2 separate regions of the Mus musculus genome follow, and region 2 is linked to region 1. Evidence: chromatin contacts called from public HiCAR-type data. All regions are on one chromosome and are shown on one strand. The core of a region is the stretch at or near the end of the contact, and the rest is flanking DNA. Distances in the headings are between cores, read along the strand shown.

Region 1 (3,142 bases), core at 247-2,746:
GTATGCTAAAAGAATAAGTGAATTCTTACCCATTATCCTATACTAGAGAGGATGCTGGTGTTCCTCTTGAAGCCCGAGTTCTAGCCCCGTTTCTTGTGTCCCCCTCATCCTCTCTGAATTCTGCTTCTTTGTCTGTGAAGCAGAGGCTCACACCTGTCCAACCTTCCTCCTTGGGTTGTGTTCCAGCTACTGGGACACTGTACACTTGCACCAGTTTGTTATGTGAGCCACATGAGTGCAGGCGACAAAGCCACATGGGACCACAGCTACCTAGTGTGACCCCAGCTAACCACTTCACTAAGGCATCCACTTCTCATCTGGAAGTGGAGGTAAGCCTGCCTCTCCAAACAGGAGCAGGGCGGAGAGCTGTCTTACAGAGTGCTAAGAGAAGGCTATGACAGTTCTCTCTTCTTCCTTGTCTCATGGTCATTAGTCCATTTCTCCTCCCCTAGACCACCACTGGGGTCCCCCTGGGTGCCTACCGGGGTGCTGAGTGCCACACATGCTGTTTCTCAGCAGTACTTCCACTCCTCCCCATGGCCTGTAGGCTCATATGTCTGCATTCTCACTAGAAATGCCCTAGCACAAGAAAGCACTCAGGGCCACAGAAGCCCAGGCCTGTGTGAGCAATCTCACATCTCCAGTCAGCTTTTGCAGGGTTCCCAGAACGGCATGTCCACCCAGAACCTGGGACTGGCGCAGCTACACATCCTTTTCAGGAGAGCACGGCCTCGAGGCTGCAGGAACTCAGGGTGACTCAGCTTCACATGTGACAAACAGCCTGTGAAGTAAAACAGACCAGAGCTCCAGCACGGCTGCCTTCAGATTTCAGGGAAGGAAGGGGCGGCCTGAGAGGTAATGGACAGCGTTGAACTCGCATGTCACCTCAGGCCAAATGTGTGCTCTCCTGCTGAGGCCTTACCACAGACACCTGAGTGTGTGATAGTCTGAGAGGTTAGCCTTTCAGCGTTGCACGAGGGGGGGGGTGTCATAATAAGAAGATCAAGGAATTGAGCAGAAGCATCCGACTTAGATACCCTTGTTCTTTCCTAACAAAATGTCAGGAAAAAAAATGTCTTTTTCCCCCAACCCCACTTTCTGCGGCACTGCAGAGTTCCCTGAGTGTGATTTAAAAACAGACTGACCCACTGAATTGTATTTTTCAAAGTTTGCAGCAAAAGATGCCCCTAGCTCCTTTTACCATTAACACCCAGGGCTGTTCCTCCCTGCTTGTCCTTGGTTTATGATAGACAGGGGGTGTGCAGGGAGTGCTGGGGCATGAGCCTGTGTAGTGGGCAACACCATAACAGGGCGGTAGAATGGCTACTAGCAAAATCATGTCCATGGCTCTGTCCAGCACTGAAGTCATAGTTACAACCTACTGAGCTTTGGGGGTCAGAGGTTGGGAACACCACTCTCAGGGAACACTCAGAGGAGGTATGGCCTGGCAGGAAGCATTGGGCCATGCCAAACAGGAAAGGGGAGGGCGGGCCTGGGAGGGACTGAAACGTCACCAGGATACATGCCAAAGTTGGGTGGGCCTAAATACTAGGGCAGAGCTGCTGGGCACATGACTCTTGAAAATCTCCCAGGGAATAACTTCTAATCCCTGCCTTATTGAAAGGTTTGGGGAAGGCTCCAGCCTGCCGTCTGCTGCTCTGGGCTGTGGGGGGAATCCTATGCTGGCACATAGCCACAAGGACATTTCTCAGGGAAAGCCTTTGGCCCAATAAGTCTGTTTTCTCCTTTCTTTGGAAACTAGGATTTGGAATCTGTTCAGGAAAAATGTAATGTACAAACAAATAGCCTTGGCCATCTGTGCCTCCCCTTGGAGCCAGGTCAAGCCTGGGGAGAGCTTAGCCTCTCTGGGCTTTCCAGCTGTAGGCCATCCCTTTGTAGCCAGTCTCTGCCTGTCCTAAAATAATGTCTCCTCTCCTTCCCCTAGTGCTGCTCATACCCAGGTCTTCTCAAGTGCTTCCCGAGATGGTAGGGATGTCCCCATTGTAGTGATTACTTGCTTCATCAACCCCTCCCCCACTAGTCTCACTTCTCAGGGGATTAGTTGCTTCTCCAAAATATTATTCCACGTTGTTTCAATGTAAAATGTTCTTTCCTTGTTCTGTAGGTAAGAACCCCTGGTTTTATTTTTAAAACTATCGTCAAAATGACTGCCAGTCCTTAAACTCTGGCTGTGAGCTAAGCAGGTGGTGTTTCATGCTACTCACTGCCTAGCAAAGTGTTCAGGACAGAACCTGATGCATAGTACATGCTCAATGAAGGGTGCTTAATGTCCCTATTAATTACTTTAATTCTGATGTAGTGCTCATGGCAGACAGGATTTGTCTTGTGCATTGCATGACAAGTCTGTGGGCCTCATGAGGGCAGGGATTGTGTGTTTACTCTCTAGTGTCTCCAAGCACGTGTTTACCCGGAGGAAATTCCCAGGGTGGCAAGCTGGTCGTTCAAGCTGGTGAGCAGCGCAGTGACTTATGTCTAGGATTCCAAAATCAGCTTGGAGTCACTGTAGTCTAAAGAATAGAGGGTCAGGACAGAGCAAAGATCTTGGCTTGCTTCTACTTCAACTGTCTACTACCTTTATGACCTCAGAAGGATTGATCTTTTTGAATCCTAAATACCTATTTTTCAAAAACAAACAAACAAAACAAACAAACAAACAAACAGACAAACAAACAAACAAAGTTAAAAGTGTCTGCTTGTCTTCTTCGCAGGTTTGTTGTGGGCATCAGTGAGCATGTACAGACTGTTGTGAGCATCCTCTTGGAGTCCATGGCCATTGCCGCTACTGTGATTTAAAGAGCTGTGCCCCTTCTTGGCTCCTGGGTTGGCACTTGTTTTCCAGCTGTTTGGTGGTGCTGTTTGGAAAGGGCATGGAATCTTGAGGAGGCAGAGTCTTGTTGGAGTAGGTAGTCACAGGGGTGAGACGTGAGGGTAGATAGCCTGGCCGCACTTCCTGTCTGCTCTCTGGCCGCACTTCCTGTCTGCTCTCTGGCCGCACTTCCTGTCTGCTCTCTGAATCTTGAGTGTAGATCAGTGTGACTAGCCGCCTCATGTTGCAGCTGTCATGCCTTCCCTGCTGTGGCTGACTGAATTCCTTGTTCTACGGTGACTCAGAAGAAACCAT
Region 2 (3,142 bases), core at 332-2,831, 310 kb after region 1:
TGCTCTAAATTAAGATTATCTGTGTAAAGATTTTTTTAAACTATCAACCATTTCTCTTAAAAATTTTAAGTTAGCTTTTCATTACAGATTTTATAGATATTTTAATCATATGGAATAAACTTAAAAATCCTGAGATCCAGACAGTTTAAGCAGTGGTTGTAAGAGACGTTTTGAGAGTAGAGAGGAAAGAAAGCTTAGAGATAAGAGAGTTTCAAGACTGGAGAGCAGAGAAGCGTAGAGAGAAGGTATTTGGAGGAGCATTTGCTTCAGCAGTGGCAAATGTTACAATCTGCAAGAATTTGGAAATTGGGTGTGCCCTGTTTTTGACCATTGAGCTGAACTGAGGCCAAGATGTTTGCAGGAAGACGGCAAGGCTTTAATGAAGTGTGCAGCCAAAGAGGAAAAAGATTAGAGAATGCCAGTGAGTGGTCTAGTAAGAGGCATTTGGGCTCCACAAAGCAAGCAAGAAAGGAAAGTAAATTCTAGGAGTGAAGAGACAGAGCAAGCAGGAAAGAAGACATCCTTGAGGAGCAGAGGGAAGGGGAGGTGAGAGAGGCTTGGGAAAAGGGTTGCAAACAAACAGACTCTCCATCAGAAGGATTCCAACAAAGGGAGAGGGGAAAGGGCCTCAGCAGAGACATAGCCTGAATCACAGTACAGAAGCACACAGCAAAATCCAGCAAGTCAACAAGAGACAGACTCTTTACACATGATAGGTGACCAGGACAGTGTAGGAAGCACCAGGAGGCAGACAGGCTGAAAAGACACAGTGAATAGGAGAAGACATCTGAGTGGTTAGAGCAGGTGTACAAGAAGTGGCTGAAAAAGTGAACTCTAGAATTTAGGGTCAAATATGGAGGGTAGAAACCAGAAGAGATAAACGATCCATACCCTAAGAGAATCAACTCAGCAGCTTGGTTCAGTTAAGAGAAGCTAGGGCCTTTGGAAAAGGGGTCCATTTGTCTCCCTCGTAGATTTCAGCACCAGATGTACTCAAGGGGGCACACTAAAGAAACTGCCTACCTGGCCACCCCATTGAGGAAAAGGTTTTTGTTGTGGGTAGGGGAGAGAAAATATCCAGAGGTATCTGGAAAAGTTCAGAGCAGAGAGAGAGAGACTGTTCTTGATCAGATATAGGAAAGTTGGGGGGTGGGGGTGAAGAGGCAGGTGAGAATAGTGGAGATAGCAAGGTAGTAAGAGAGAGAAAAGTGCACATCTAGAGAGCAAGAGGAAAGAAGACTGTGGGTAGAGAGTGGCAAGAGTGATCGAGCAAGGGAGCATAGAGATAGAGTGGTGTGGGCTAATCATGGATAAGTAGCTGTAGGGAGGGGTGGGCAGGATGCTAGTGTGGACCATGAAATCTCTAACAGGTTCTGATACTGAGGGAGCCTGGGGGCCAGCATGAGCTTTGATATGCTAATAGTTGCCAGGAGGGGAATGTTTCCTTTTGGCAGCCGGGAACTGGTTTCACAAGTTTCTGAGGAATGTTGGCTTTTATTTAACCACCAGGAATCCTCCAACAGTCCAGCTTGAGCTCATTTCTGGATATCTGGGCTGCTTGAGATCTAGCAATAATTATCTTGACAGAGGCACAGCAAATGTTCTCTGTGTATCCTAAGAAGGGAGAGTAAGAGAGGTTGCACACAAATGAGTCCACTGTGAACCAGCGCTAATGCTGTTCCAGCATGGCGATGTTTTGTACAGGGCTAAGGATGCTGAGGGTCCTCCCTGAGGAAGGACACTGACATCAGTGCGCAGCATTAACATCAGTTGTGCTTTTCAGATAAACATGGACACCTTAATAGGGCTATTCCTAGGCACTTAGAAAGAGGTCTTGATTTCTTTATGAGTCTAAAGAGATGCATGGCATATAAAAGCAGCTATTCTATGTTAAATCATTGTAACTCGTTTTATCTAAATGAAATAAAGTTAGCGTTACTACCAGTCTATGAACTCGACAACTATTCAGTAGGTAAGGATTACATGAGAAGAATTTGGTTTGGGTGAAGGTGGTAAAATGGATATTTCCTGGAACCCATGGGAATGTGAATTTTCACACCCTTTCTGGACGTGATTTAGCCATAGAAACCAAGAACGTGAATGAAATTTCATACCTCTGAGCTTTCTAATTGATGTTCTGTGAAATGTGACTCATGGAACAGACTGGGATATAAATTTGTAAATCATTATGTTGTCCCTCATAGTATTGTTTTAAAGCCAATTTAGTGGGAACACTTTAAAAGACAGTGGATAAGGGAAGTACCACAAACCCTCATGAAAAAAATGGGAAGTGAAATGCTAGCTCTATGGGGTGGGCTTGAGTTCACTGTCATCCCCAGAGCCTAGTCCTGACACACAGAAAGTGTTTGCTGAAATAGAACAGTGAGACACAGTCATTTTGACCTTGGGCTTCTTGATTCATAGTCTACAGTTGTGCTGGCCATGTCTCAGTATATTTCCATTTGCAAGATGAGGGTAGCCTTCAACCTTTACAGAGGACTGTGTTAAGGTTTGAATGTTTACATTAAGAGGCAAGCTGTATTAAACCAATAGTAAGTAACTACTGTACCTAAGAGTTTTAAGGGACCACTTCCATGTTTGCTGGAAACTAGCATATCTTCCATACTTGGGGAAACTCACAATTGAACAGAAGCCTACAGAGCACATTTATATTTATGAAACCACAAGGAAGTTTAGATGGACAACCATGCCTCTGAAAGACTGGTAACTAGAGGGTGAATTTAAAGTAGTCAGACCTTTCTGTCTATATTCACACTGCAGGAAGGAATTAAAAGGAGTATGCCAGTTTGGGGAGAAAAATAACCAGATCATGTTATAAGCAGTTATCAGCAAAGACAAGGGTTCTGGAGGCTTTGCTCACTTTAAGCCTTATGTTCACTGCTGGTGTTAGCTCCAGTGAGCTGAGTTCTTGGCTTGGTCTTCATTTCTTGAGTAGATCTGTGAGCCTAGGGGGAAGCTTTGCCACTTGCTGCTCCTAGACTTTTCTTTAAGCAGTTCTGTGGCTTTAGAGTCAGAGAGAGCACTGGCATTGACCACTTTGTGACAGCTTCATCCTGCAGTCTAAAGACTTGCAGAGCAATTTGTGCTTTCTGGGATATTCATAAAACTTTCTGGTGTCATG

The links. HiCAR-type assays count read pairs that join an accessible place to other places.
Region 2: a contact with region 1 is called in a HiCAR-type map of fibro-adipogenic progenitors, with 4 times the contacts expected there. The contact joins two enhancer-like sites. A contact is called at or near these places in 1 of 484 Hi-C or Micro-C datasets (B cells) and 3 of 115 datasets of contacts at active chromatin or transcription factors (bone marrow-derived macrophages, fibro-adipogenic progenitors and regulatory T cells).

The regions. Positions count from the first base shown.
Region 1 is chr4:95,081,100-95,084,241 of GRCm38.p6, forward strand. The region is part of intron 1 of Junos (a long non-coding RNA gene); the gene reads left to right. Among named protein-coding and RNA genes, the nearest start is that of Junos, 30 kb to the left of the region's middle. Within about 2 kb of position 1,497, at least 142 of the 459 cell types and tissues checked have an H3K27ac peak or open chromatin away from gene starts, as enhancers often do. A contact at or near this core is called in bone marrow-derived macrophages and fibro-adipogenic progenitors, where this site is marked.
Region 2 is chr4:95,388,415-95,391,556 of GRCm38.p6, forward strand. No RefSeq gene overlaps it. Among named protein-coding and RNA genes, the nearest start is that of Gm12707, 96 kb to the right of the region's middle. Within about 2 kb of position 1,582, at least 47 of the 459 cell types and tissues checked have an H3K27ac peak or open chromatin away from gene starts, as enhancers often do. A contact at or near this core is called in bone marrow-derived macrophages and fibro-adipogenic progenitors, where this site is marked.